6 separate regions of the Sus scrofa genome follow, and all the other regions are linked to region 5. The links are chromatin contacts, called in public Hi-C, HiChIP or PLAC-seq and promoter capture Hi-C maps. All regions are on one chromosome and are shown on one strand. Each heading gives the region's core, a stretch centred on a gene start, on an enhancer-like site or on the middle of the called end of the contact. The rest is flanking DNA. Distances are from core to core; before and after follow the strand shown. Region 1 holds the start of MINDY1 (ubiquitin carboxyl-terminal hydrolase MINDY-1). Region 2 holds the start of GABPB2 (GA-binding protein subunit beta-2). Region 3 holds the start of PSMB4 (proteasome subunit beta 4). Region 4 overlaps GABPB2 (GA-binding protein subunit beta-2). Region 5 holds the start of PSMD4 (proteasome 26S subunit, non-ATPase 4). Region 6 holds the start of BNIPL (bcl-2/adenovirus E1B 19 kDa-interacting protein 2-like protein).

Region 1 (4,343 bases), core at 1,634-4,133, 210 kb before region 5:
GTCTCCCTTGACAGCTGGAGTTGGGACAGCAACTTGTTTGCCCCCTAAACTGCTAGACTCACGAGTAGTTCGCCCACTACATAGAATATGAAAATGCTGATTACTGATTTAGGTTAAAAAAAAAAAAATATATATATATATATATACATATATACTCCCTCTGCACTCATCTACCTGTGTGTATGTTCTTTCTGTCTATTCCCATCTAGATCTTGTTTTTTGTTTTTTTGTTTGTTTGTTTTTCTTTTTAGGGCCACACCCACAGCATATGGAAGTTCCCAGGCTAGGGGTTGAATCAGAGCTACAGCTGCCAGCCTATACAACAGCTCACAGCAATGCGGGATCCGAGCCGCGTCTGTGACCTACACAACATCTCACAGCAACTCCAGATGATTAACCCACTGAGCAAGGCAGGGATCGAACCTGCAACCTCATGGTTCCTAGTTGGATTCGTTTCCACTGTGCCACGACAGGAATTCAATCATCTGGGTCATTTTATTTTTTTATTTTTTATTTTTTTTATTTTTTTTATTTTTTGTCTTTTTCGCTATTTCTTGGGCCGCTCCCGCGGCATATGGAGGTTCCCAGGCTAGGGGTCCAATTGGAGCTGTAGCCACCGGCCTACGCCAGAGCCACAGCAACGCAGGATCTGAGTCGCGTCTGCAACCTACACCACAGCTCACGGCAATGCCGCCGGATCGGTAACCCACTGAGCAAGGGCAGGGACCGAACCCGCAACCTCATGGTTCCTAGTCGGATTCGTTAACCACTGCGCCACGACGGGAACTCCATCTGGGTCATTTTAGATGTCAGCCCTTGGACCTGTTTAACCTGCTCTTTACCAGCACTAAGCATAGACATTTCATTAACACCATGGATAGTAAATGATAAAAGGCCACAAAGCCCTGCCCCCTGGAAAATATCTCCCTGCAACTTCCTTGCTCCCCTTTCCCCCTTGATTGGGTGAGAAAAAGGGAGAAATTAAACTTGCTAGAAATCTTTTCTCTTGCTTCCTCCTAACCTGAGACTATGCTTCCTCTTGCAATCCCTTGCAATCTGGCAGGAATTTAGGGCTAGGGTAAAGCCTGGGAAGTGAAGCTGAAGAATATAAAAGTCACCAAAATAAGCCTAGTCACCCAAATTGATCATCCTCCTGATTCAAATATAATTTATGCTATCTGCATCTCATTTACATGTTGTTAATTTAGAAGAATCAGAGTATAGCAAAAATTGCCTGCAGGCCTGACACTTTTTTTTTTCTCTCTCTGTCTTCTTTTTCCTCCTTTCCCAAATGACACTTAGGATGAGCCTGGGAAGCAGAAACAAGAGCCTGGGAACACTTTTTTTAAAGCTTAGAGAAAAACAGGGAAGAAAAGAAAAGATCAATAATTAAGTGGGGGCTGGGCAGCTAGCTGGCCAGACAGGTAAACCAAAAGAACCCAGGAGCTGGACACCGGAGGAAGCTGGGTCTCAGAGAAACTGGGCAAAGTTGGATGGGCTAAGTCTTCAGAATAGAGGCAGGAAGCGTGATGGAGAATTTCTCCTCTTCAAGGTACCTGCCTGGTGCTCCTTCAGAGCAGGAGAGAATGAGGGAGCACAGGTACTCAAACAAATCAGGATTTCTCTTTCTTTTTCCTCTTAAATCCAACACATTTTCTCCAGCTGGAATTATCCTCTGGTGGTGAGTGAGAGGTAAAGCAGCCCAGACCCACCCCTAGCCAGCGGCAGTAAGTAGCCAAAAGTTGGAAGAAGCATATACAACTGGTACCCAGCTTCCACAAGACGCCCCCCACCCGCACTCCCTAGGAACTTTACTCTCCCCTCAAGTGCTTTACTGTCCCCCTCTAATCTCTTTCTCGCTCTGATGCAAATCGTCACAGAACTAATGGTTTAGAAGTTCTCCTCAGAGTTAAGTCAACGACGGTGCCTTGTCTACGTGCTAGCAAGGGAGAGGGGGAAGGTGTCATTAAAAGGAAGAAATACAGGGACCCAAGCAGCGTCTTTTACATATTCCTTCTGCCTGAACGCCTCTCAAAATCTAAACGTGTAGAGACCCAACGTGGAAGAACAGTCAGTGTCACCTCCCCAGGGCTAAAGAGGAAACAGAGGACTGGGGATTAGGAGAAGAGGTGAAGGAAATGGTTCAAAGTTTTTACCTTAAAGAAGTGGGTGCTGTTCCAGGACACAGAAGGAGGGTGCAGCTCTGGCAATACGATGGGGCAGGTGGGTGCAGTGAGGGGCGCCACCACACTCCCAGCTGCCTTCCAGCTGTCAAAGCCAGAGCTCGCACAGGTTTACACGGGTTTGTGCGCAGCAGTCTTGGCCGGATGGTGGCCACTTCCGGACTCACGCCCACGGCCGGCCGGGGGCACTGGAAGAGGGTGGAGACCGGCAGGAGTGCAGCCCAGGTACTCCCAGGTCGCTCAGAGCGTCTCCAGGATTTCTGAGTCGCCGAGTCTAGGGCGTGCGCTCCAGGCCCAGTCTAGCGAGCTGGTTTTCAAAGGAAGTTTGTGGGTTTTCTTTTTTCTTCTTTCTCTCTCTCTCTCTCTCTCTTTCCCGTCGGGACAAAGAAAAATCAGTCAAGGACAAGCTTCTGGGAGGAGGAGGAGCCAGGCCAGCACTGGAGGATTTCCATTAGGGCTTTCTGACCTGGTCAGCAGCTTGGTGATCAGCAGTGAGAGAGAGAGAAACAGGAGAGAAAAACAACAGACCCTTTCTCCTCCCTCCGCCTGCCGCTGGAAGGGACGGAGCGCTTGTGCCTCTCTGGTGAGAAGAGGGAAAAGCAAGGGCCCTTGCTGAGTGGGGAGGAGGAGCAGGGCCGGACAGCAGCAGCTTGTTGGATCTGGGCTTTCTCTCTAGGTACAAAAGTCCTTTGCTCTGGATCCACAGAGGCAGGCCAGACAGCGTGATATTAGCATAATTACTCATTTAAAGTGAAAAATCCTTATCCTTTCAAAATCCTTACTATATCTCTTTTTTGTTTGTTTTTTGTTTTTTAGGGCCGCACCTGCGGCACATGGAAGTTCCCAGGCTGGGATCTAATCAGATCAGCAACAAAGGATCTGAGCTGCATCTGCCACCTACACCACAGCCTACGGCAATGCCAGGATCCTTAACCCACGGAGCAAGGCCAGGGATCGAACCCGCAACCTCATGGTCCCTAGTCGGATTCGTTTCCGCCGCACCGCAACAGAAACTCCCTCACTTTTTTTTTTTATAGTTAATAATGATTTTTATTTTTTCCATTATAGCTGATTTACAGTGTTCTGTCAATTTTCTGCTGCACAGCAAGGTGACCCAGTAACACATACACGTATTTGCTCACTTTTTTAGTCTAGAAACCAGTTGGGCTATGCCCCTGGTAGTGCAGAGAGGGTGTGTAAGAAGCCCCAGGCTCTGGGAAGAGTGAAGCAGGGAGAAAACTAGCTGAGCAAGCAGGAGCTTCAATATCCCTCTGCTCCGGTCCTTGTTCCCACCACAGGCCTCAGCTTCTCATCTATCACCTCCTCTCAATTCCGAGCTTGGGGAGCAGGAAAAACTGGTGTGAGGTTGGTGGTAGGAAACAAAGGGATTCATTAATAAATGAGGGAACATTTGATGAAAAGAGTACATTTATCACGGAGTTCCCATTGTGGCACAGTGGTTAACGAATCCGACTAGGAATCATGAGGTTGCGGGTTCGATCCCTGGCCTTGATCAGTGGGTTAAGCTGTGGTGTAGGTCACAGACAAGGCTCAGATCCCATGTTGCTGTGGCTCTGGCGTAGGCCGGCGACTACAGCTCCGATTAGACCCCTAGCCTGGGAACTTCCATATGCCACAGGAAGCGGCCCTAGAAAAGGCAAAAAGACAAAAAAAAAAAAAAAAAAGCACATTTTCTGCAGTATTCTGCACTACCCTGGGGCTGGAAGGTGGTAGTTAAATGTGGTTGGAACCCAACTCTACATTCTGAAAGGTTCCCCCAAGCTCTACTTACATGGCTGCTCCAGGATGAAACTTCAAACAACTCTGAAGGCTGCAGGGGCATTTGGAACAATTAGGGAGGCAGGTGAGCAGAAACCCAAGTTACAACAGTCCGGAAAAAGAAAGAGAATTTGCTGACGCTATAGAAAAAAAGAGGCTATAGAGTTGTAATGGCAGCAACTGGAGTTGGCAAGAGGCTGTAGGAATTAAGAAGAGAGGCCAAAGATTATTACGATGTTTTCATATTCCAATATTTTTATAACATGGATAATCACAAAATTGTGATTGCAATGGGACCGTTTGTTAAAGTAGAGAATTCGAGAAAGTTGAAAAGCCGTTTTTGCCCAGTGTGATTTAAAATGTCAACCAGATGGTCAGTGT
Region 2 (5,040 bases), core at 2,009-4,508, 160 kb before region 5:
TCAAGGACAGCAGCGTTGGCAAAATGACGGGGCAAGCAACCGGAGCAGAACAGGAGAAAAACCCTGAAGGCGATGCCCTCCTTGAGTACAGCACCTTCAACTTTTGGAGAGCTCCCATTGCCAGCATCCAGTCCTTCGAATTGGACTTGCTCTAAGCCCAAGACCTCTCTCTCCCACCACCATGCCCTCATTGCCTGCCTTTCAAACCCCTTCCTTTCCACCCCTTTGCCCTATCAATCTTGCCTTCTCCCCTCTATTGTGTTGAGGTGGTGCTGATGAATCTGCCAGAGTTGTGTTTTTATTTATTTATTTATTTATTTATTTATTTAATTTATTTATCTATCTTTCTTATCATTTTCTCTCGAAATCCCTCCAAGCCAAAAAGTAAAGGGTTCAAAATAATGGAGTACTGGGTCACAGGGAATCCTCCTCTTCCCCTAGATATTAATTCCAGAAAACAGGCCCAAAGAGGGCACCAGAGAGTCATATAATAGTGCAAGATGGAGGATTGATTTTTTTTTTTTAATTCATTTTGATTAGCTTCGAGATTGCTCAAAACTTTCTAATTTCTGGCTCCAGGCCAGTAAACACAAATATTTCTTCAAGGGTTAATGAAATCCCTGCAAGTTTTAATTTGAGATTATCTGCCACAAGACTGTAGGATTTCTGAAAGGCGAAGGTGATGACTCCTGCTTTTTTGATCCTGCTCCTTCTTGTAATACTCTTTTTCTCAGAGAAATTGGAACTAGTTAAAGGTATAAAACAAGAGGAAAAAAATACATCATGGGAGATGACAATAGAGGAAAGCAATGAATCACTTCAGAAATACTTACCGCTCTCAAAAGGGTTACAATATATATGCTTCTTCAAGCCTACTCACTTTACAATTTTGCTGCTGTGGGCTGAAAATTCTAGCTGAGGAAAATCACTGGGATTTCATATCTTAAAATGCAATCTTGCTGACTGTTGTGATACTGTGTGGGGTTTTATTCAGTTTCTAAATGGCACAGGGTTTGGTCCTTAGTATTTTAGTTTTGCTCTCTGGCATTTGCAGTGTAGAATAGTGATCAATGGGCCTCAGGCATAGTTCTTCAGCCACCTTGAGACCAATAAAATGAACAATCACACTCTGACCCTACACCTTGTTCCCACTCCTTCCAAAATTACTTCTGGTGATTTGTGTTGCCATTTAATCACTTCTTTAATAAAGACATTCAATCCCAGGACTGGACTCTTAGTTCTCTCTCCACAAGGGAAGCAGTACAGAGCGCCCACGTTCAGCTTATACATAATATCTAATATTAACTTTGAGGAAGAAGGATTTGAGTAGCCTTTATACATTAAAATGATGAACTTTATGTTGAACAGATAGGTGACAAGAAAAAGGGTGAAATCAACTTAAAATTATTATTATTTTTCTTAAGACCACACCAGCAGCATAAGGAAGTTTTCAGGCTGGGGGTCGAATTGGAGCTGCCGGCCTATACCACAGCCACAGAAACACTGGATCCAAGCCACATCCTCCACAACGCTGCAGCTCAGAACAATGGATCTTTAGCCCACTGAGCTAGGCCAGGGATTGAACCCACATCCTCATGAATACTAGTCCCCTGCTGAGCCACAGGGCAACTCCAACTCAAAATTATTTAAAGTGTTTTGGGAGAAAGCTGTAACCAGCCACTCTTGTGCTTGCCCAATAACGAAGTATTTGAGGTAATAATGCTAGATGCCTCAGGAGGTACCTGTGGCATTAAGTCTGCCGTTCATCATCTCAGCCTAGGTGCCTACAAAAAGAAACAAATTAACCCAAATATGTTATATGCTTATTTATAACTTGCCTCATTTAAAAAATAAACAATTTGGGGGAGTTCCCGTCGTGGCGCAGTGGTTAACGAATCCGACCAGGAACCATGAGGTTGCGGGTTCGGTCCCTGCCCTTGCTCAGTGGGTTAACGATCCGGCGGCGTTGCCGTGAGCTGTGGTGTAGGTTGCAGACGCGGCTCGGATCCCGCGTTGCTGTGGCTCTGGCGTAGGCCGGTGGCTACAGCTCCGATTCAACCCCTAGCCTGGGAACCTCCATATGCCGCAGGAGCGGCCCAAGAAATAGAAAAAAATAAATTAAAAAAAATAAAAAATAAAAAATGATAAAAAATAAACAATTTGTACTGATTTACAAATAGCTAATGGGTACCTACTATATGAGGCACTGAGCCAGACAACCTAAGGATGTAAACATGAATGAGATAAGATTTTGACCTTCAAATAAAAAGGGAAGCCGTAAATACCAGTTGGGACATTATGCCCTAAGTCCTTTAAAGAACAAGAGGAGGGAGTTCCCGTCGTGGCGCAGTGGTTAACGGATCCGACTAGGTACCATGAGGTTGCGGGTTCGGTCCCTGCTCTTGCTCAGTGGGTAGACGATCCGGCGTTGCTGTGAGCTTGTGGTGTAGGTTGCAGACGCGGCTCGGGTCCCGCGTTGCTGTGGCTCTGGCGTAGGCCGGTGGCTGCAGCTCCGATTCAACCCCTAGCCTGGGAACCTCCATATGCCGCGGGAGCGGCCCAAGAAATAGCAAAAAAAAAAAAAAAAAAAAAAAAAACCAAAAAAACAAGAGGATCTAGAGAAATCCAGAAAAGAGGGGAACCATGTAAATCTTCCCCATAGGGTTTGAAAGGCCCATCATCAACGACAAAAGCCAAAATCGAATACAAAATGGAGCAGTGATCTGTCCTTTTCTATGTCTACCTATTTTTGAAGGTCTTCTTTCCCAACTTGTCGCTGTCCTTCAGCTTACGGCGAAAGGTGGGTGCAGACAGGAATCAACTGTTTGGTAAACAAAGTGGCTAACTGGATTTGCAAACTCCCGTTCCATCCCCTTTCAGCACCTCCAACCCCCTCAAACAAGACTCCGATATCTGTTTCATTGAGTTGACAGCTCGGCTCTAGGCTCTTTACCTCTAGGCTGTAATTAGAAATGTGTCCGTCGGGCACCAGAGCTCAATTCACGCACAAATCCAGGCAACGTCCCAAACATCTTCGCCCGAGGTTGAGACAGAGAAACAGTTTCCTCTTCAACCTTAAACTGGCCCCTAAACTGGTTGCTTCTAGCTAAATGCAAACCCAAGGCAGAGATCAGTTTCTCTCAGTGGTTCGCCGGGATTCTTGGCGCCAAAACAAACCATCAGGTCCGTCCCCTACCGGAACTATATGACACGTAAGACGCGTAATCGACAATCCTCCGCCTCGCTAAATAGTCCCGTCTGAGATAACATAGATACGCACTACTTCACCTCAAAAGACTTTCGGAGAATAGAAAATGAGCCTCAGGGGTGCATCACCCTTCTGTTCGAGTGCAAATGTGGATTTTCTAACCACATTCTCTTCACAGATTCTTCCGCCAGAAATTATATTCGCCGTCTTCACTTCCGGGTCCGCCATTTTGCAGCCTCCATTTCTCCACGAGGGGGGGTTAAAGGCCCCCAAAATATGTATATATGAAAAGGCCAAAAAGTAACCATCATTGACAGGGAGCTTTAACTAGAGAAGGAAACAGGACCAAACTGGCGGGCTCGGCGAAAGCACAGCCGGCAGCGTCCCGGACGAGGAGGTAAGGAGGGAGGAGAGATGTCTGGGCTCTGGGGGGCGTCAGGGCTGGAAGGAAGACTGCCTTGAGAAGTTGCACCGCCTCCTAGCCCAGCCCCGGACCTCTGGGTGCAGACAGAGCGGCGCCCCTTCACTGGAACGGGGTTAGCTGGGGGAAGGGGACGAAGAGGAAGGGGATGCTGCCGGGAGGAAGGGGAGGGGACTAGGAGGAGGTGAAGAAGGGGGTGGGTGTAAGACCTGGGGCTGGGGAGCCGGACCGAGGGAAGGCAAGGCCACAGAGGTGACCACTAGGGGGCAGCGCGGAGCCCGATCCGGGGGTGGCCCTCTAGGCTGAGACCTTGGCTCCCTGCCACAAGTTGACTCTTCCAGAAAGACTGAACATTGCTGAGGCGCTGGGGGAGTTGTGATAGATGAGAAAACGGAGATTCTAATTCTCTGACCCGAGTGTTAGCCTTAAGATTATTAGTGAGCTCAGTAAACTGAGAAATAGCAGCAAGGGCCCCGCCTCCAGTTCTTGCAGGGTTGTTTGTACAGCTGGCGGCCCAGTGGGGACGTGTGCAATAGAAAAAGGAAAAAAGGTTGGCAAATCATGAGTTCTTCGATTTCATTTCTCCTTGCCATTAGCTTTCTCCTATTCTCACAGATTTTTTTTCCTTATTTTTTAGTTTATTGAAGTCTTGTTGCTTATAATATTGTGATAATCTCATAGATTTCCTTGAGTGAGCAGACATCATCCCATTCCTCTCCCTCTTACCAGAAGGACTTTTCTCTCTCAACTCTTTTTGTTTTTAATTTTTAAAATCAAAATGTCATGCGGAAGTTCCCTGGCCAGGGATCGAAGCCACACCACAGCAATGACCCAAGCTGCTGCAGTGACAACGGGGGATCCTTAACCCTCTGTGCCAGAAATATATTCTTTTTCGTGTTATTTTCCGTTATGGTTTATCAGAGGAAATTGATTACAGTTCCCTGTGCTACAGGGTAGGATCCTGCTATTTATCCATTCTGTATATATTAGTCTGCATCTGCTAATCCCAAACTCTCAGTCCTTCTCTCTCCCATCCCTTAGCCCCCTTGGAATCCGCAATTCTGTTCTCTATGTCTGTGAGTCTGTTTTTGTTTTATAAATACGTTTTTTGCTTTTTGGGTTCCCCCCACCCCCTAGCACTCATGGCATGCAATAGTTCCCCAGCTAGGGATCAAACCTGCACTGGCCTGTGCCAAAGCTGCAGCAACACCAGATACTTAAGCTACTGCATCACCAGGGAACTTCTGTAGTTCCTGTTGATTTGTGTCGTATTTTAGATTCTACATACTTGGTAGCATATGGTACTTGTCTTTATCTTTCTGACTTAATTCACCAAGTATGATGATCTCCATCCATTTTGCTGCAAATGGCATTATTTCTGCAAATGGCATCTTTTGGATGACTGAGTAAT
Region 3 (4,867 bases), core at 367-2,866, 170 kb after region 5:
TCTCTGGACCTGGCACTAGCCCTACCACAGCGTTAATTAATCCAGGGACTGAAAAGGAGGGAGCCCAGAAACCAGCAAGCCACCTCAGGCCACATCTTAACAAGAATATAGACAGTTAATTGCTGGCTAATTGTTTTAAAGTTCATATGATGAGTGCTCAGGTAGCTATGAAAGCAAGGTATTCTAGTGGTTTTGGAGGAATCCCATTAAGCTTTCTGTCATAACAACAGATAGCTGCTAATTGTCCAAGTAAGTCTCTGAGTAAGTAAGATTCACCTGGAATATGGAGTTTGGGAGGAGGTGGCTATTAATTAGAATTGGTAGTAAATAAATAATAATAAAGAAGACGAATAAACAAATATGATTATTAATGAGCTATTAGAAGAAGAAATCAACTACCTAGTTTTCAGCCAAAAGATGATACAAAGAGCAACAGCTGGTTGTCTCTCACACAAGACCTTGACCCTTCCCTTCCAGGGTTTCATGACCTAATAAAATATTTTATTTCAATTAGGCTAAAATTTCATGCGTTGCTTTGGTTCAGATTAACTCAGGGAATTTAAAAAACAAAACTGATTTGGTTTCCCGCTGAGTCAATAATTTAAAATCTAATTGTGTAGGGAGGAGTGGCAAACTATCAGGTTTAGGTTCACCTGTTTGATTCTAGACACTGCTTCCAGCCCCTGCTACAGAACCACATTGAGAAGGGAACGCCTGGAATTTAGTTACATTCCCACAGGCAATGGAATTTTTCTGCTGTTTAAGAGGTAGGTAAGAGCATTTCACAACTAGGTAACTTTCAGAGATTTGTCGAAGGTTCTGCACAGTGAGTGACCCACCTGAGATATTATACACCGCAAGGTACGCACAACTGTAAGATTCCTAGACTCAGATCTACCATTATTTGCTGTGTGATCAGGTAAATCACTATTCAAGTCTCTGTTTCTTACCTATAAAATGGGTCGAATATGCCACATGAGGCTGCTTTGAGAAATACAGAACTTAAGAGATCCTGGGTTCACTGTTAGTTTCGTGTGAGGCTTTTCTTTTCTTTTTATTTTTTTTTGTCTTTTTAGGGCCGCAGCTGGGGCATATGGAGGTTCCTAGGCTAGGGGTCCAATCGGAGCTGTAGCAGCCGTCCTACCCCAGACCCACAGCAACGCGGGATCCAAGCCTCCTCTGCGACCCACACCGCAGCTCACGGCAAGGTCGGATCCTTAACCCACTTAGCGGGGCCAGGAATCGAACCCTCATGGATGCTAGTAGGGTTCGCTAACCACTGAGCCACGACGGAAACTCCTAAAGTGTGGGCTTTTTGATAAGGATCCAAAAAGGAAAGGAGACTTCCTGCCTCCTCGCTCAGGTCAGAGTCTTGACGAGCCCGCCCCCTCCCCATCTGCCACACCACCCTCTCCCTCCTTGAATTTGAGCATCAGAACATTGTTCTAGTCTAGACTCTACCGCTACGTATGCGACGCCTGGCAATTCCAAATCTCTGGGTTTCGGTCGCCACCCAGGATGCTCATACGGTCTGTCCCGACCCTAACAACATGGCTGCGGGAAGTGGCTTTCAGGAAGAAAGAAGGTGTGGCACTGAAGGATCACTTCCGCTTCCGTCGGCGCAAACGCTTTCATTTCTTGAGCTACGGTGACTAAGATGGAATCGATTTTGGAGTCGCGGTCGGGACACTGGGCCGGGGGTCCGGCTCCTGGACAGTTCTACCGCATTCCTCCCACTCCTGGATCCATCGTGGACCCGGCATCCGTGCTCTATGGGAGTCCGATTACGCGCACCCAGTAAGCTCTTGGCGTCTTAGCCTGGGCGGGGGAGAGACCGTGGGGCCTGGTGCGGCCGGCTGGTTCGGGGAGCCAGGGCAGGCGAGGCGGGGACCCCCGGGCGCGCTAACAGCGGGACAGCTCGAGGAGTAGGGCCTGGAGAATGAAAGGAGCCATGGAAAGTCAGAAGCGGAACCCACAGAGCGGGAAGCGGGCCTAGGCTATTCTCCTCCACCTCTCGCCAGACCCTTCTTTATCTCCAGGAACCCCATGGTGACCGGGACCTCGGTTCTGGGAGTCAAGTTTGAGGGCGGAGTGGTGATTGCAGCAGACATGCTGGGCTCCTATGGTTCCTTGGCTCGTTTCCGCAACATCTCTCGCATTATGCGAGTCAACAACAGCACCATGCTGGGTGCTTCAGGAGACTACGCTGATTTCCAATATTTGAAGCAAGTTCTCGGCCAAATGGTGTAAGTCATCTAGAGAATAGGAGTAGTTCCCAGGTGGGGAGGGGAATCCACTGTTTTTATCCCATCAAGATGTTCTAGTGTGGAGGAACTTGAAGCTGCAGTAGAGGATGGGGAGACTTGTTGGGGGGTGAAAGATTCGAGGATGTTTGCAAATAGTTTATTTTAGTGGGTTTAAGAGGGGAAGATTGTGGTCACATCTTTTGGGGGTGGATGGAAAACCCGATTTCTGTTCTCTCCCTTTTCTCACAACCAATTCTTTTTAAGGATTGATGAGGAGCTGCTGGGAGATGGACACAGCTATAGTCCTAAAGCTATCCATTCGTGGCTGACCAGGGCCATGTACAGCCGCCGCTCCAAGATGAACCCCCTGTGGAACACCATGGTCATCGGAGGCTATGCTGATGGAGAGAGGTTGATTTGAATACAAATAACTATCTCTTCTCCCTGAGTGAATCCCACTTCTGACTCAGACCCCTTGGTCCCATCCTTCAGCTAACATATAGAAACCTAAGGTGAAATGAGTTCTTTGACCTATTGTGTCCTGTTAGCTTCCTGGGTTACGTGGACATGCTTGGTGTAGCCTATGAAGCCCCTTCGCTGGCCACTGGTTATGGTGCATACCTGGCTCAGGTAAGTAGTTGGTTGAGGGATGAGGGATAGAAGAAGACAGAAGGCAATAGGGATTAGTGGTTGTCTACCCTTGCAATTCTGACATGAGGAACAGGCTAGGATCCCTACTGCTGGGCAGATGGTTTTCTTTGTGGTCCAGAGACCATGTCAAGGTGATAGGTCCAGGAGTCAATATACATGTGCAAAGAGAGGACACTCTAGAATTTCCCTTTCAAGTGGGTCTTAGCACAAACAGTTCATGCTGGTGAGGCAATAATGAATGTCACCTTTTCACTCATTTATGATTCCTTTTACATTAAGGATTTGCGTCAAATTGCCTGGCATTCAGCCCCTCATATCTCCCATGTTTTCTTTTTTTTTTTTTTCTCCCTCTGATCTCTCTAGCCTCTGTTGCGAGAAGTTCTGGAGAAGCAGCCAGTGCTGAGCCAGGCCGAGGCCCGAGAGCTAGTGGAACGCTGCATGCGAGTGCTGTACTATCGAGATGCCCGTTCTTATAACAGGGTGAGAAGTGTGCATAAGGTGGTGGGGATCTAATTGGCAGGTTCTTGGATACTTCCCGTCCCTGAGTCTCTATGCTTCAAAGAAGAGGGTGTCCCATTTCTGTGTCTTCGCTTTTTCATTTTAGGGAAAGACCCTCAACTTGACCTTTGACCAGGGACTTCTTTCATGAGAGCTCTGCTTTTCTTTCAGTTTCAAATTGCCACTGTAACCGAAAAAGGTGTTGAAATAGAAGGACCCCTGTCTGCAGAGACCAACTGGGATATTGCCCACATGATCAGGTGATTGAAATTACAGTTAAAAAAAAAAAAAGTAGTTGGTAGAAAAGTTGGGAGACCCCTTGGTTGAACTAAGCTTAGTTTTTCTGGTGGTCTCAACCAAAAAATTCTCTGGGTGGAGAGGGTTTGGGTTGAGGATAGAGCTGCTTTTAGGAATTGATGTCTTACTCTATGGCTTCACAATCTTACATGGTTTTTTTCTTTTCAGTGGCTTTGAATGAAATATAGATAGATGCATTTTCCAGAACTGAAGTGGTACTTCTAACTTTGAACGTGGCTGGTTCAGAGATACAGTTCTTTTGTAAAATAAATAAATCCTTTAAAACATTTGGTGAGTGGTTGTATTGTTTGACTAGGTTACACCAAGAGTGAAACTGCTAAGTACTGCTGTAAGCCATCTATTCCTCTGCTAGTCAGAGGACCCTTTGGTTCTTGCTTTTTTTTTTTTTTTTTTTTTTTTGGCTTTTTAGGGCTGCACTTGGGGCATATGGAAGTTTCCAGGCTAGGGGTCAAATCAGAGCGATAGCTGTGGGCCTACACCACAGCTATAGCAACTCAGGAGCTATGTCTGCGAACTATACCACAGCTCACCTCACAGCAACATCAGATACTTAACCCACTGAGCGAGGCCAGAGATGGAACCCACGTCCTTGAGGATACTAGTTGTTAAAGCCACAATGGGAGTTCCTGATTCATGGGGTTTTTGTTTTGTTTTGTTTTGTTTTGTTTGGTCTTTTTGCCTTTTGTAGGCCTGCACCTGTGGTATATGAAGGTTCCCAGGTTAGGGGTCCAATTGGAGCTGTAGCCACAGCAATGTGGGATCCAAGCCGCATCTGTGACCTACACCACAGCTCAGGGCAACGCTGGATCCTTAACCCACTGAGCAAGGGCAGGGACCAAACCCGCAACCTCATGGTTCCTAGTCGGATTTGTTAACCACTGAGCCACAGCGGAAACTCCTGATTCATGGTTCTTAAAGCATAGAGTTCTCTGTGTGATAACACAGGACACCTACTGCTGTCGTCATTGGGTCTTTACTGAAGGCTGCTCTCTATAGAACTCACAATTAGCTTTTGTGGTCAATATTTTCACCCTGCACTAGGTTCCAAAATGAAGACTTTCTAGTTAATGTTGGCCGCAAATGTGATTTTAGTTAAAAAATCATTTCAAAGATAGAAATGTAACATCTAGGAGTGCTGCTCTTGGGGTTAATCC
Region 4 (4,311 bases), core at 1,619-4,118, 140 kb before region 5:
ACTAGTCAGGTTCATTTCCCCTGAGCCACAACAGGAAGGCCGAGACTGAGATACTATATTTCAGTACCCATTTTATAGCATGGCTTCAACAATAGCTAGTTTTGGAGTTCCTACCATGGTGCCATGGGATTGGCAGCAACTTTGAAGCACTGGGATGCAAGTTCAATCAGTGGACCTGCACAGTGGGCTAAGGATCTGGTGTTGCCACAACTGTAGCATAAGTCACAGCTGTGGCTTTGATCTGATCCCTAGCCCAGGAACTCCATATGCCCACAAGGGGGCAGTAGTGACCATTTTATAGGCTATCAACTCTCATTTAAGTGACTGTCCGGAATTCCCTGGCGGCCTCTGGTATTGTCATTGCTGTGGCATGGGTTTGATCCCGGGCTCGAGAACTTCCACATGCTGTGGGCATGGCCAAAAAAGATTTCTTTTAAATAAAATCACTGTGCTTTAGTTTTCAGTTGGATGATTCAAAAAATTTAGCTTAGGTGTTCCCATCGTGGCACAGCGGAAACGAATCCTACTAGGAACCATGAGGTTTCAGGTTCGATCCCTGGCCTTGCTCAGTGGGTTGGGGATCTGGTGTTGCCGTGAGCTGTGGTGTAGGTCGAAGATGCTGCTTGGATCTAGCGTTGCTGTGGCTGTGATGTAGGCCGGCAGCTGTAGCTCCTATTTGACCCCTAGCCTGGGAACCTCCATATGCTGTGGGTACGACCCTAAAAAAAAGCAAAAAAAAAAAAAAGTTTAGCTTAAACATATATATACATGTTATCAGAATATACACAACCATTTGAATTTGTTGTAGTTCAAACCGCAATGATTAGAATAAGTGCTTTGTAGTACAAAAATTCTTAGAAGCCAGTAAAGTTATATATTCATAAACATGTAAAAAGAGCCAGAGTTAAGTCTTTAGTCTAACTGCTAAAATTCTCCAAACTCATATCTATAATGGTAAAGTTGAAGACATTCAAGATAGAGATTCTTAGCCTTGATTCCCATGGACCTACATCTTGTTTGTCATGTTGCCTTTGGCAAAGCTACTCTTTTTTCTCTCTTCTGCATGTTGACAGCTGCAAATTGAAATTGGTGAGCCCTCACATAATTAGAGCTGGTCTCTCCAATGTCATTTAACCAATGCAGCAGTTCTACCTAGCTATTCCGGTTTAGGGGATTGGCCTACCAGATGCTTAATCAGTGTAGATAAAGGAAAAGAGAAAAGTTATAAGACAAATTCAGATTGTGTTGTTCAACTGGATTAAGTTTTTTATATATATTTTTTTAATGTTTTTAGGGCCACACTGATGCCATGTAGAAGTTCCCAGGCTAGGGGTTGAATTGGAACTACAGCTGATGGCCTATGCCACAGCCACAGCAATGCCAGATCTGAGCCGCGCCTGCAAACTACACCACAGCTCACGGCAACGCCGGATCCTTAACCCACTGAGCAAGGCCAGGGATCGAACCTGCAACCTCATGGTTCCTAGTCAGATTTGTTTCTGCTGCACCATGATGGGAGCTCCTTGATGAATATTTTTGATACCAAAATCCAGATTACAAAGTTTGCTTTCAGTTTCCCATTTGTGACTAAAGATATTCCTCATCATCAGTGTCACTATCAAACTGCAATGATTTTGGAAGGCACGCTAATTTAAACATGAATCAGGGCAAAACAACGTTATGAAGATAAATTTCCTCTTTCTGCAGAATCCTAAGATGTACGCTAAAGTCAAATATAAATTGTTTTGTGTTGGAGTTCCCGTCGTGGCTCAGTGGAAACAAATCTGACTAGGAACCATGAGGTTGTGGATTTGATCCCTGGCCTCAGTGGGTTAAGGATCTGGCGTCGCCCTGAGCTGTGGTATAGGTCGAAGACGCAGCTTAGATCCTGTGTTGCTGTGGCTGTGACATAAGCCTATAGTGGTAGCTCCAGTTTGACCCCTAGGCTGGGAACCTCCATATGCTGTGAGTGCGCCCCTAAAAATAATAATAATAGTAAATAAATAAATTGTTTTGTGTTGATTCATAAATAGTAGAGGCTTTGCTATCCAATGAAATAGGTTCTCATCTGGGTTCTTATATTTACTAGCTATACGACCTTGGGCAAGTTACTCTATTTTTCTGGATTTAGTTTTCACTAACTTATTGAGGTTGCATAGCTGATCATAGCACACTCCCCTAAATCCTAGTCTAAAAATCTTATTTATATAACCCCCATTTTGAACAAGTAACAAGTTGTCACTAACAATGCCATTTCCCTTCCAAAAGCAACAGCAACCGTGCACATTTTAGTTTGTTAGATACAGGGTCTTATATTAAGGAGAATGAAGCAATTAACATTATTTTTTTAATTCCTCAATGAATTTTGTTACATTTTATAGTTGTATAATGATCATCACAACCAAATTTTATAGCATTTCCATCCCAAACCCTCAGTGCACCCCCCCACTCCCCAAGCAATTAACATTGAACAATAAAATACTTTTCCTAGAACTCCCTGGGATAAGTCTAAAGAGGTAATTTGCATTGTCTCTATTCAGTTTGAACTGCGTGTGTCAGAATACTACATCTAATATTTCACAAGTGTTCTTTCTTAATTTTACTGTTGAGGGGAAGTTGGGTGAGTCATTTATGTTTGACTCAAAGGGAAAGTACACTTCGGTTGGAATCATGCTTAAAAGCAGATAATGCCTTTCTAATGAAGCAGTTCTACCCAGGTATTCTTCTTTAGCTTGGTGGCCTACCTGATGTTTGTCTTACTTGAACTTTAATTAATAGCCTTATTGTGGAGTTCCCTCGAAGGTGAAGTAGAAATGAATCTGACTAGGAACCATGAGGTTGCAGGTTTGATCCCTGGCCTTGCTCAGTGGGTTAAGGATCTGACGTTGCCGTGAGTTGTGTATGTTGCAGATGAGGCTCGGATCCTGAATTGCTGTGGCTGTGGTGTAGGCTAGCAGTTGTAGCTCCAATTGGACCCCTAGCCTTAGAACCTCCATATGCCTCAGGTGCGGCCCTAAAAAGCCAAAAAAAAAAAAAAAAAAGCCTTATTGTGTGTGTGTGGGGGGGTGTTTAACTGTGGTAAAATATTAACAGCGTTGTTTTATTTATTACTAGTGACATTGACATTGTCACATATATTCCAACCTCCATGAAGGATATATCTAAAAATTGCTTGTTCCTGGAGTTCCTGTCTTGGCAAAGTAGCAATTAATCTGGCTAGGAACCATGAGGTTGGGGGTTCAATCCCTGGCCTCGCTCAGTGGGTTAAGGATCTGGTGTTGCTGTGAGCTGTGGTGTTGATCACAGACACGGCTCGGATCTGGCGTTGCTGTGGCTGTGGTGTAGGTGTAGGCCAGCAGCTACAGCTCTGATTGGACCCCTTAGCCTGGGAACCTCCATATGTCATGGGTGCTGCCCTAAAAAGATAAAAAAAAATTAAAAACCCTAAAAATTGCTATTCCTTGTTTTTTGGGAGGTTTTTTTTTGTTTTTTTGTTTTTGTTTTTTTTTTGTTTTTGTCTTTTTGCTATTTCTTGGGCCGTTCCCGCGACATATGGAGGTTCCCAGGCTAGGGGTCGAATTGGAGCTATAGCTGCCAGCCTACACCAGAGCCACAGCAACATGGGATCCGAGCCGAGTCTGCAACCTACACCACAGCTCACGGCAATGCCGGATCCTTAACCCACTGAGCAAGGCCAGGGATCGAACCCACAACCTCATGGTTCCTAGTTGGATTTGTTAACCACTGAGCGACGACGGGAACTCTCCTTATTTATTTCATTTGTGTGTTCCTATGTCAGCATTTGGTAGGATAGTCTCAGTGATAAGAAAAACATGAAAATAGGAAAATGAGGGTATAAGCTGTAGTTTTGAATATTGCTCTTTTGTAGTCAATAGATACATACAGTCTCCTTTCTAGAGGTCAAGCACTATGTTCCACTCAGACTGTTTGGTTCCCTGAGTGTATATGTATATTTCTGCTGTGCCACAATGGGAGTTCCATGGTTCCCTGAGTATTTTATGAGAGAATTAGAATAAAATAGGGGCGTGCCAATCATGGCTCAGCTGTAATGAACCCAACTAGTGTCCATGAGGACACGGGTTCAATCTCTGGCCTCACACAGTGGGTTAAGGATCCGGCATTGCTGAGAGCTGTCATGTAAGTCACAGATGAGGATTGGATCTGGCATTGCTGTGACTGTGGCATAGGCTGCCAGCAGATGCAGCTCCAATTCGACCTCTAACCTGGGAACTTCCTGTGCCAAGGGTGCAGCCCTAAAAAGGGGGAAAAAAAAACCCAGTTTGTAGCTAT
Region 5 (4,408 bases), core at 784-3,283:
AAGTTAGAGACCTGGAATTCCTTTACGTTGGTGTATGTGCAGGAATGTAAGCCAAAGCATTTTCTTTTATTTATTTATTTATTTATTTATTTTTGGTCTTTTTGCCATTTCTTGGGCCGCTCCCAGGGCATATGGAGGTTCCCAGGCTAGGGGTTGAATCGGAGCTACAGCCACCGGCCTACACCACAGCCACAGCAACGTGGGATCTGAGCCAAGTCTGCGACCGACACTGCAGCTCATGGCAATGCCGGCTCCTCAACTCACTGAGCAAGGCCAGTGATCGAACTGGCAACCTCATGGTTCCTAGTCGGATTCGTTAACCACTGAGCCACGACAAGAATTCCAAGCATTTTTATTTTTATTTATTACTATAATAATGGTTATTATTTTTGGCCCCGTTGGAGGCATGTGGAAGTTCCCGGGCCAGGGATCTAACCCTCACAACAGCAGCAACACAAGCCGCTGCACTGATAACGCTGCATTCTTTTTTTCTTTTTAGGGCCTCGCTCGCGGCATATGGAGGTTCCCAGGTTAGGGTTACAGCTGCCGGCATACGCCACAGTAACATCAGGTCTGAGTACACCACAGCTAATGTCAAGGCGGGATCCTTAACCCACTGAGGGAGGCCAGGAATCGAACCCACAACCTCATGGTTCCTAGTCAGATTCGTTTCCGCTGGTCCACAAAAGGAACTCCAATAACGGATTCATCCTTAACCCACTGGGACACAAAAGAACTCCTAGCATTTAAAAAAAAAAAAAAATTTTTTTTTTTAAGTGATGCCACTCAAGGCATACCGAACTTCCTGCACCAGGGATTTGAATTGCGCTGCAGTTGCAACCTAAGCTACAGGGGGTAATGCAGCATCTTTTAACCCACTGCAGCCAGGGGATGGGGATGGATTCCTCACCTCCATAGCCACCTGCAACTCTGCATGGGATTCGTAACCCATTGCGCCAGAGCGGGAACTCCTTAAATGGAATTTTTGATTAAAATCCAATATGGTTGACTAAGTTATCTCCCATTCTTTGGGAGATTAGTTAAAATTATTGATTTGTAAAAACTTTTCTGCATTCCTACCATGTGTTAGGCTATGTAGTGGGCTCAGGGATAGAAGTGATTAAGACAACTTTCCTGGAGTTCCCGCCGTGGCGCAGTGGTTAACGAATCCGACTAGGAACCATGAGGTTGCGGGTTCGGTCCCTGCCCTTGCTCAGTGGGTTAAGGATCCGGCGTTGCTGTGAGCTGTTGTGTAGGTCGCAGACGCGGCTCGGATCCCGCGTTGCTGTGGCTCTGGCGTAGGCCGGTGGCCACAGCTCCGATTCGACCCCTAGCCTGGGAACCTCCATATGCCGCGGGAGCGGCCCAAAGAAATAGCAAAAAAAGACAAAAAAAAAAAAAAAAATGTATGCAAAAGAAGAATGAAAAGTATAATGAGTTCCCCATGTACCCATCACCTGGCTTCAAAATTGTGCTATAACGGGTCACCTTGCTCTACATCGGAAAATTGACAGAACAATGTAAACCAGCTATAATGGAAAAAAAAAAAAAAAAAAGACAACTTTCCTGCTCTTAATGAAAAGGGAGCGTTAGATACACAAACAAATGCAATTCAGGGGTAAAAGGGTTTAGCAGTTAGACGAACAAAGTGCCATGGGGAACAGGGGGAGCTGAAAAGTCACTAGTCATCCCACCATTATTTTTAAAAGATGATGCTGGAACAGACATAACCATAGCACTTGTCTTTTTTCTTTTTTGCCACGCCGGCTGCATGTGGATTTCCAGGGCCAGGGATGTAACCAGCGCCACAGCAGCCACCCAAGCCGCTGCAGTGACGAGGAAGAATCCTTAACCCCTTCAGCCACAAGGAAACTGCAATCCCTTTTATTTTGGCGGCGCCTACAATTCCCAGAACGCATCGCGGAGGATGGAGGCGGAACCAGTTGGTCGATCAGAGACCTATGATTGGTGATGAACGCTGGGCCAATTGGAGGAGTTGTTGTTAGGTGGTCCAGGAGAACCGGTCGGGGAGGGAGAAAGCTGGCAAGATGGTGTTAGAAAGCACTATGGTTTGGTGAGGAACTACTTCGGGCCCCTGTGGGGCAGCGGGACTGGGTCGGGGGCGCGTGTAGCTCGGAGGCCGGGCAGGCCTGGGGTGGGGACGGGGCCTTATGGGCGAGTTGAGGCCCCGGGCCGGGAAGGAAGGCGGTGCATCGACTCCCTGAGTCATCCCCGGGCCCCGGAGTTAGTTCCCGGAGAACAGGCCCCGGGTGTCCCCCTTTAATCCTCAGCCCGCGTACAGCCATTGACCGGCCGATTCTTGCTGCCTTTCTCTATTCCAGCGTCTTTAGCTAGAGTTCGACTCTCAGACTCATCCTGATGGTCTTCTGCCCTCCTCTTCTAAATGATGGATGTTAGGAAGAGATGATAAATCCCTTCCCCGTCCCCATTTACTCGTGTCTAACTCTATTGCCTTTCTCTGTATCATCTTCAAAGGTACAGCTTACAGGTTGCTTTCTAAATGTCAGGCGTTTAACTTACTTTATTTCACTTAAACCTCACTATACTTAAAGTCCCTCCCTTTTACAGATGAGGATACGGAGTCTCGTCAATTTTAAAATGACTTACACAAAGTCACACAGCTAATTAAGTAGTGGAGCTAAAATTTAAACCCAGAATTATCTGACACAAGGGCTCTTATCCAGTGAGCTAGCTCTCTTCATCAGTCTCATACTTGGCTGAGTAGCTATTAGGAGTCGGATTAGAAGCTGAGAACACAAACTTTTGCAGGGTTTCAGGAGTTTCTTCTAAGTGTGAGCATAGAATAAACACAGACTAGTACGCAAACACAAACAAATAGCCAGTTGGATGGACAGACACCCAAGAGTATCTCTGCCAGGAGGTTAGCATTGCTAGATTGCATATAAGCTGCCCATTTAAATTTGAATTTCAAATAAGCAATATGTTTTGATGTTAAAAATGGATATAAGTATATCTCAAATATTATGTGGAACATACTTATACTAAAAAGTTATTGTTTATCTGAAATTCAAATTTATTTTTATTTTTTTATTTTATTGTCTTTTGTCTTCTTAGGGCCTCCCCTCGGCATATGGAGGTTCCCAGGCTAGGGGTCCAGTAGGAGCTGTAACCCTGGCCTCTGCCAGAGCTGCAGCACTGCAGTATCCAAGCTGCGTCTTCGACCTACGCCACAGCTCATGGCAGTGACAGATCCTTAACCCACTGTGGGTGGCCAGGATGCTACCCAAGTCCTCATGGATGCTAGTCGGGTTCATTAACTGCTGAGCCACAGAGGAAACTCCTGAAATTCAAATTTAACTGGGACTCTGCTGTCGATCATGGCTCAGTGGAAACAAATCTGACTAGCATCCATGAGGATGCAGATTTGATCCCTCTCCTTGCTCAGTGGGTTAAGGATCTAGTGTTGCTGTGGCTGTGGTGTAGACCGGCAGCTCCAGCTCCAGTTCAGCCCCTAGTCTGGGAACCTCCATATGCCATGGGGGCAGCCCTAAAAAAAAAAAAAAAAAAAAAAAAGGACAAAAAAAAACGTAGAAAGAGGACAGGATTTGGAATCAAAAACCTCTGTTTTAGGTCATGACTAGCTACATGTTCTTGAGAATGTATTAAATCTCTCACTTTTTTAAAAAAATGAGAATAATAACATCTATTTTTCTTATGGCTTAGGTAGGTAAAATGTATAATATGGAGCTCTGTAAATTGTATAGCACTGTACGTATATTGGTTTCCATTGCACTTGAGGAATCCTTGAGAAAGAATTTAAGAAAGGTCTTAGATGTTGAGGAAGGGAAGCTATTACACGTGGAGAGAAGAGCATAAAGCTGCTGCAGTGTAAATTCTCAAGGTATGTTTAGGGAGTAGGAAATAGATTGGTGTGACGTTGTTTTAATTGTTGGTTTAAGATGGTTCTTTTTTTTTTTTTGGAGAATGTATATGGAAGTCCACAATTGTCGGGCTAAGGACACTGAGTTCTGTCTTGTACCTTCAATAGAGGACTGCTGAAAAAGTTCTGAGTCTGGTGGAGGTGGAACTGTGTACAAAATGGCATTTAAGAATATTGATCCAGGGAGTTCCCGTTGCGGCGCAGTGGTTAACAAATCCGACTAGGAACCATGAGGTTGCGGGTTCGGTCCCTGCCCTTGCTCAGTGGGTTAAGGATCTGGCGTTGCCGTGAGCTGTGGTGTAGGTTGCAGACGAGGCTCGGATCCCATGTTGCTGTGGCTCTGGCGTAGGCTTGCGGCTACAGCTCCGATTCGACCCCTAGCCTGGGAACGTCCATATGCCGCGGGAGCGGCCCAAGAAATAGCAAAAAAAGACAAAAAAAAAAAAAAAAGAGAATATTGATCCAGGAGTTCGAGTTGTGGCTCAG
Region 6 (4,873 bases), core at 810-3,309, 190 kb before region 5:
ATGACTGTTGGGAGGGGAGGGGAAAGTGAGAGACGTTGCTTGAATCACCCCGAATGCATGTTCTGAGATGTTTCAGCAGTTCTGTCTTCATTGTTCTAGGATCTGGTATACTGTTCTTTTAAACCTAGGAGGAGAAAGAAGTGAAGGAAAGCTGAGCTGGCTTTCTACCTTTTCCCCACAATCTCTACCAATCAAACAGATTTTATTACTAAATTAACTCTTTAAATCTGCACTGACTCTCTTCTATTTCATTTGCTAGGGTCATAATGAAATAACATACATATTTCCAGCAGAGTTGCACAAAAGAATGTATACTCCAAAAGTGCCCTCAGTCAGGCTCTTTAATGGAACCAGTATTTCTCATAGAACCAAACATTCATTGTCTCCGTATATCCATTTTTTCTCTTGTTAGTTCAAATATTTATTGAATACAATACCTACTTTAAGCTTATTCCAGTTTTCAGCCTTCAGCTGGTTTCCACCTCCATGACTCCTCCTTCTCCCCCCAATTAGGGGATGGTGTCTGTTTCCCAGACGGCCAAATTGCTGTTCTGAGCTTATTGTGACTCTTTTGGAATTGTCTGGGAGCAGGTTAAAGGCCATTATCTTCTGTCCTGATGAGGTGGCCCAGCTCTCAGTTTCTCTGAGCTCCTCTGACCTAGAGCCACAGGCATCCCGAAGAGACACAGGAGATCCCTGCTTCTTGGAGCTCAGGAGACATCTGGGAGGGCTTTAAGGTCTGACAGGACTTCCCAGAGGACAGGAGAACTCCAGTGGGAGCCCAGCTCTGTCAACGATGTATCCGTCTAACCTCTCGTTCATCGTAAAAGGAAACATGGGGTTTCATACCAAGTACTATAAACTGTGTCTCTTGTCAGGACACTCACTCCTCTAGGTCTCACGTCCCCATCTGCAAAACTGGGGATCAGGACTAGATGCTCGCTGGTTTCTGTGATCTGCCTCTTGCCACCATCCTTTCTCAGCTCTGCTTCTCTGGAGGTTTTTTTGGTTTGTTGTTTACTTCGGTTTTCCCTGGGAATGCTCAGGGTCACTGGATTGTCTCTTTATATGTGATCGTACCAAGTACTCAGCCTTATGTAGCATGTACAGGTATAGTGACCCAGCAAAGAGCTCTCTCCCACTGACTTGTTCTGCATGTGTAGTCTCCCTTTTTTCTTCAGACCACCCTGTTCCCCCTTTTCCTACCCGACAGCTCTTTTCCCTGTAAGTTGTTACCAGTTTCGCTGATTAGTGGGGTACGTGATGGTTTGGGCATGATGTCTTCATATGAGGGGAACAGTATAACTTCCTTTGAGGAGATGATATTTGTAGCTGTTGGAAAGTAAAATAGTGGTGTGATTACTGAACCAAAGGAATTTATGTTTTGTAACTTGGGTACTTTATTTTGCATTTTGTTAAAGTATTAAATACTTTTTTCCTGTTTGGGGGTCTTGTCTCTTTTTACAACTATAATCAGGCCTTCACCTCTGATAATTGTTTTAACCTCCTCAGGATTCATTTCCCATTTTTCTGCTGTACTTACTATTCACCTTCGATTGTGTCTTTTTGGAAATAACATCTCCCCTCATCCTCAGCCTTTACCTTTTTTTTTTTTTTTTTTTTTTCCTTTGGCCACACCCAAATCATGTGGAAGTTCCAGGGCCAGCGACTGAACCAGTGCCACAGCAGTGACCTAAGCTGTAACAGTGATAACACTGGATCCTTAACCTGCTGTGCCACAAGGGAACTCCCAGCCTTTCCTTTAATTTGCTTCTTCTTCCAGAACCCTCCTTATAATGCACTTCTGTGTCCTTGGTTTTGCTTATGCTCAAAAAGTAGGCCCAGAGTGGTCTTTTTTGTTTGTTTGTTTGTTCATTTATTTTTGTCTTTTGTCTTTTTTTTTGTTGTTGTTGTTGTTGTTGCTATTTCTTGGGCCGCTCCTGCGGCATATGGAGGTTCCCAGGCCAGGGGTTGAATCGGAGCTATAGCCACCGGCCTACGCCAGAGCCACAGCAACAGGGGATCCGAGCCACGTCTGCAGCCTACACCACAGCTCACAGCAACGCCGGATCGTTAACCCACTGAGCAAGGGCAGGGACTGAACCCGCAAACTCATGGTTCCTAGTCGGATTCGTTAACCACTGCGCCATGACGGGAACTCCCCCCAGAGTGGTCTTAAAAACCGAGATGATTTCTACTGTTCCCTCTTTTTTTTAAGCAGCTTCCAGATGGTTTTAAAGGGTGTGGAAAACTGCCTCCCTAGACTCACCCAAGACTAGCCACTTTAGAAAATGTACTCTCCTCCCCAAAACCCGCCCCCACATAGGCATGGTTTTTCTTTGGGGCAAACCTGCTCCTTGGGAAGGGAGGTGGCAAAACCTGTTTGAAAGTGAGGTTACCTCCCTTCAACCCCTCCCTCCTCGGAGGCAAGAGCAACAATAGCTGAGACAGAGAAGGGTACAGAAGTTTGGGGGAGCTGGGACATCCAGCTCCTCAACCACGCCAAGCGTTTAAAGAAGACAGGAAGTCTTGTGAAGATGGGAACTCTACAAGAGGCAGGAGAAAAGACATTGGATCTTGGGTAAGTTCTTGGCTAACTTGACTGAAAACGAGGAGTGACTAATTTTGAGGGACTTTCCCACCATCCAGCTCTTACCAAGTCAAATCTCAAGTTCTTAGAGGAGGCAAAACTGTAAAAGAATTTGCAGAGAAGGGGTGGGGGTGGCTTTAGGTAGGAAAGATCCATTTGTTATGGGAATTAGGGAACAGGGGCTTCCAGGATAATTGGAATCCAGGATATTATTTTGTTTTGTTTTTGGCATCATGTGGAAGTTCCTGGGTCAAGGATTATACCTATGCCATGGCAGCAACCTGAGCTACTGCCAGTGACAAGGCCAGATACTTAACCCACTGAGCTATACGAGAACTGCCCCCCCCCTTTTTAAAGAAAGTTTCTATATTTTGCGTGTGATAAATTTACTCTTTCTTATACCCACTCTCCCGAATGGCCATTGGGAAAGCTGACCTGGAACAAAATTAGAAGTGTAGGTTCTCCTAGCCAGCTGATCTCTCTTGCTCCTTCCCTTCTTCCCCTCCCTCCATCTGTGCCATGGTGTCCCCTAACCACTCCCCAGTGTGCTGAAGGAAAGGCAGGCCTGACTAGGTGCCATCTTCCCTAACTTTGCCGAGTGACAGCTGGGCAGGTCTTTCTGGTTCCAGCCAATTGTAATGTGAAATACCTCTCGCCCCTACTGTGTGGGTGGAGCAACTGCCACACAGGTAAAAATAATTAGCTTTACCTTCCATCCCTCCTCTGCTTCTAAACCCAACAGCAGGGGTGATTGCTTGCTTGCTTGTTTTTTTTTTCTTTCTTTGCCGCCAGGCAGATATAGGATCAAATCCGAGCCGCAGTTATGACCTACTCCACTTCTGCAGCAATGCCGGATCCTTTAACCTGCTGAGCAAGGCCAAGGATCAAATCCACATTCTGGCGCTGCAGAGATGCTGCCATTCCTATTGTGCCACCATGGGAACTCCTAGGCGTGATTTCTTTCAACAAGTGGTGAAAGTGATAGAAACATCTAGGAGACAAGAGTCTGAATTCTTTTGAAGGCGTGCCCTCTGCTCTGTACCTTCATTACTGTTCTGCATTCCTGTGTTCTCACCTACTATCCAGTTCCCTCAAAACACTGCCTAATTTGTCTCATGATAATCTTTTTTTTTTTTTTTTTCCGGGGCATCTCAGGGTCAGGGAAAATGCAGAAACAGCGGTGCCAGAAGCATCCTTGAGACTTGGGGGGCTGGAGCTGCAGGAAGAATGGCAGGATGAAGAATTCCCTAGGTGAGGAAGTATGAGGGAGAGAGGCTGGGAAAAGGGAGGGCTGGTCATGGGCGGAGGTCGGGGATGGTAAATTGGCACTTGACAGAAGGTGGGGAAAAGGAAGAGGTGATACAATCATAGTGGAGAGAGAATTGATACATTGATGGCTTAATGCCTTTAGCCATTACTGCTGCCCCCTTTTCACCTTTTTCCCCCTAGATTGCTTCCTGAAGAGGCTGACCCTTCTGAAGATCCTGAGAACCCTAAAGGAGACTCACAGACGGGTAGGCGAACTAGAACCCAGGCCTCAAGTTCTTGGTTAGTTCCAGGACATGTTGGGCTACCCTGTCCCTTTGCCGTTCCACTTCCATTTTCCTAAATGGCCCCTGTGTTAGTCCTTCTTTAGAATTCACCACCTATTATCACACAAACAGAAATTCTAACCTCCGCATACACATACACACATACACACACACACACACACACACACACCCCTTTCTCTTCTTTTTTCCCCCTTCTCCAGCCCCAGGTACCCCCAGCACCTTAGCCCTGTGTGGCCAGCGCCCCATGCGTAAGCGTCTGACTGCCCCAGAGTTGCAGCTGAATCTGACAGAAGGGCCTGGAGATAATGGAGCTTCTTCCACCCACTCTGTACCTTCCTCTCCTGATGGCAGTTCTGACCTGGAGGTAGACGAATTGGAGACACCTTCAGACTCGGAGCAGCTGGACAGCGGACACGAATTTGAATGGGAAGGTGGGAAGGACAGCTGAGGACTGAGCTGGTAGAAGTAGAGGCCAGAGTTGAAGAAGCTCAAGAGGATTTAATGGGACTGAAGTTAGAACTAATAGTGGGAATCAAGAAGTTAGATCAGCAAAAGCTCCTCAGAATGGAAAGGTAGAGCCTATAGATCAAATCTGAGAGGAGTAGTGGGGACGGGGGCAGGGGGAAGAAGAGGGTGCTTTGTTTATTAAGGAAAACTTACTAAATAACAGTTATATGCTGTCACTGAGCTAGAACTGTGTTATAAGAAGATTCCTGCTGTGGCATAGCAG

The links. Promoter capture Hi-C pulls out the DNA fragments that hold promoters and counts their contacts. A called contact is a pair of places that touch in the nucleus more often than the background predicts. HiChIP or PLAC-seq counts read pairs in DNA pulled down with a chosen protein or histone mark.
Region 1: a contact with region 5 is called in a promoter capture Hi-C map of liver, with 2.5 times the contacts expected there. The contact joins the promoter of MINDY1 here to the promoter of PSMD4 in region 5. A contact is called at or near these places in 1 of 5 promoter capture datasets (liver), 4 of 47 Hi-C or Micro-C datasets (blood, heart right ventricle, liver and 1 more) and 2 of 2 datasets of contacts at active chromatin or transcription factors (alveolar macrophages and skeletal muscle).
Region 2: a Hi-C map of epiblast stem cells shows a contact between it and region 5, with 8 times the contacts expected there. The contact joins the promoter of GABPB2 here to the promoter of PSMD4 in region 5. A contact is called at or near these places in 3 of 47 Hi-C or Micro-C datasets (epiblast stem cells, heart right ventricle and skeletal muscle) and 2 of 2 datasets of contacts at active chromatin or transcription factors (alveolar macrophages and skeletal muscle).
Region 3: a promoter capture Hi-C map of liver shows a contact between it and region 5, with 3 times the contacts expected there. The contact joins the promoter of PSMB4 here to the promoter of PSMD4 in region 5. A contact is called at or near these places in 1 of 5 promoter capture datasets (liver), 1 of 47 Hi-C or Micro-C datasets (epiblast stem cells) and 1 of 2 datasets of contacts at active chromatin or transcription factors (alveolar macrophages).
Region 4: an H3K27ac HiChIP or PLAC-seq map of alveolar macrophages shows a contact between it and region 5. The contact joins the enhancer-like site here to the promoter of PSMD4 in region 5. A contact is called at or near these places in 1 of 5 promoter capture datasets (liver), 11 of 47 Hi-C or Micro-C datasets (alveolar macrophages, embryonic fibroblasts, heart right ventricle and 5 more) and 2 of 2 datasets of contacts at active chromatin or transcription factors (alveolar macrophages and skeletal muscle).
Region 6: an H3K27ac HiChIP or PLAC-seq map of alveolar macrophages shows a contact between it and region 5. The contact joins the promoter of BNIPL here to the promoter of PSMD4 in region 5. A contact is called at or near these places in 4 of 47 Hi-C or Micro-C datasets (blood, epiblast stem cells, heart right ventricle and 1 more) and 1 of 2 datasets of contacts at active chromatin or transcription factors (alveolar macrophages).

What each region holds. Positions count from the first base shown.
Region 1 is chr4:98,217,156-98,221,498 of Sscrofa11.1, reverse strand. MINDY1 (ubiquitin carboxyl-terminal hydrolase MINDY-1) reads right to left here and starts at 2,883. Exons shown (of 10, transcript XM_001929665.7): 1 at 2,157-2,883. PRUNE1 (protein prune homolog) reads left to right here and starts at 2,637. Exons shown (of 9, transcript XM_013997183.2): 1 at 2,637-2,766.
Region 2 is chr4:98,162,173-98,167,212 of Sscrofa11.1, reverse strand. It overlaps GABPB2 (GA-binding protein subunit beta-2), which reads left to right and starts at 3,258. Exons shown (of 9, transcript XM_005663482.3): 1 at 3,258-3,605. MLLT11 (myeloid/lymphoid or mixed-lineage leukemia; translocated to, 11) reads left to right here. Exons shown (of 2, transcript NM_001244607.1): 2 at 1-1,223. The coding sequence ends at 155.
Region 3 is chr4:97,834,658-97,839,524 of Sscrofa11.1, reverse strand. It overlaps PSMB4 (proteasome subunit beta 4), which reads left to right and starts at 1,616. Exons shown (of 7, transcript NM_001244455.1): 1 at 1,616-1,797; 2 at 2,040-2,246; 3 at 2,511-2,657; 4 at 2,795-2,876; 5 at 3,261-3,377; 6 at 3,567-3,655; 7 at 3,861-3,981. The coding sequence starts at 1,658. The coding sequence ends at 3,873.
Region 4 is chr4:98,142,913-98,147,223 of Sscrofa11.1, reverse strand. All of the region lies in intron 5 of GABPB2 (GA-binding protein subunit beta-2), which reads left to right. Among named protein-coding and RNA genes, the nearest start is that of GABPB2, 19 kb to the left of the region's middle. Within about 2 kb of position 2,868, at least 2 of the 83 cell types and tissues checked have an H3K27ac peak or open chromatin away from gene starts, as enhancers often do. A contact at or near this core is called in alveolar macrophages, where this site is marked.
Region 5 is chr4:98,002,269-98,006,676 of Sscrofa11.1, reverse strand. PSMD4 (proteasome 26S subunit, non-ATPase 4) reads left to right here and starts at 2,033. Exons shown (of 10, transcript NM_001044535.1): 1 at 2,033-2,074. The coding sequence starts at 2,049.
Region 6 is chr4:98,190,708-98,195,580 of Sscrofa11.1, reverse strand. It overlaps BNIPL (bcl-2/adenovirus E1B 19 kDa-interacting protein 2-like protein), which reads left to right and starts at 2,059. Exons shown (of 10, transcript XM_001928011.7): 1 at 2,059-2,581; 2 at 3,746-3,841; 3 at 4,040-4,104; 4 at 4,344-4,574. The coding sequence starts at 2,538. It overlaps PRUNE1 (protein prune homolog), which reads left to right. Exons shown (of 9, transcript XM_013997183.2): 9 at 1-1,271. The coding sequence ends at 4.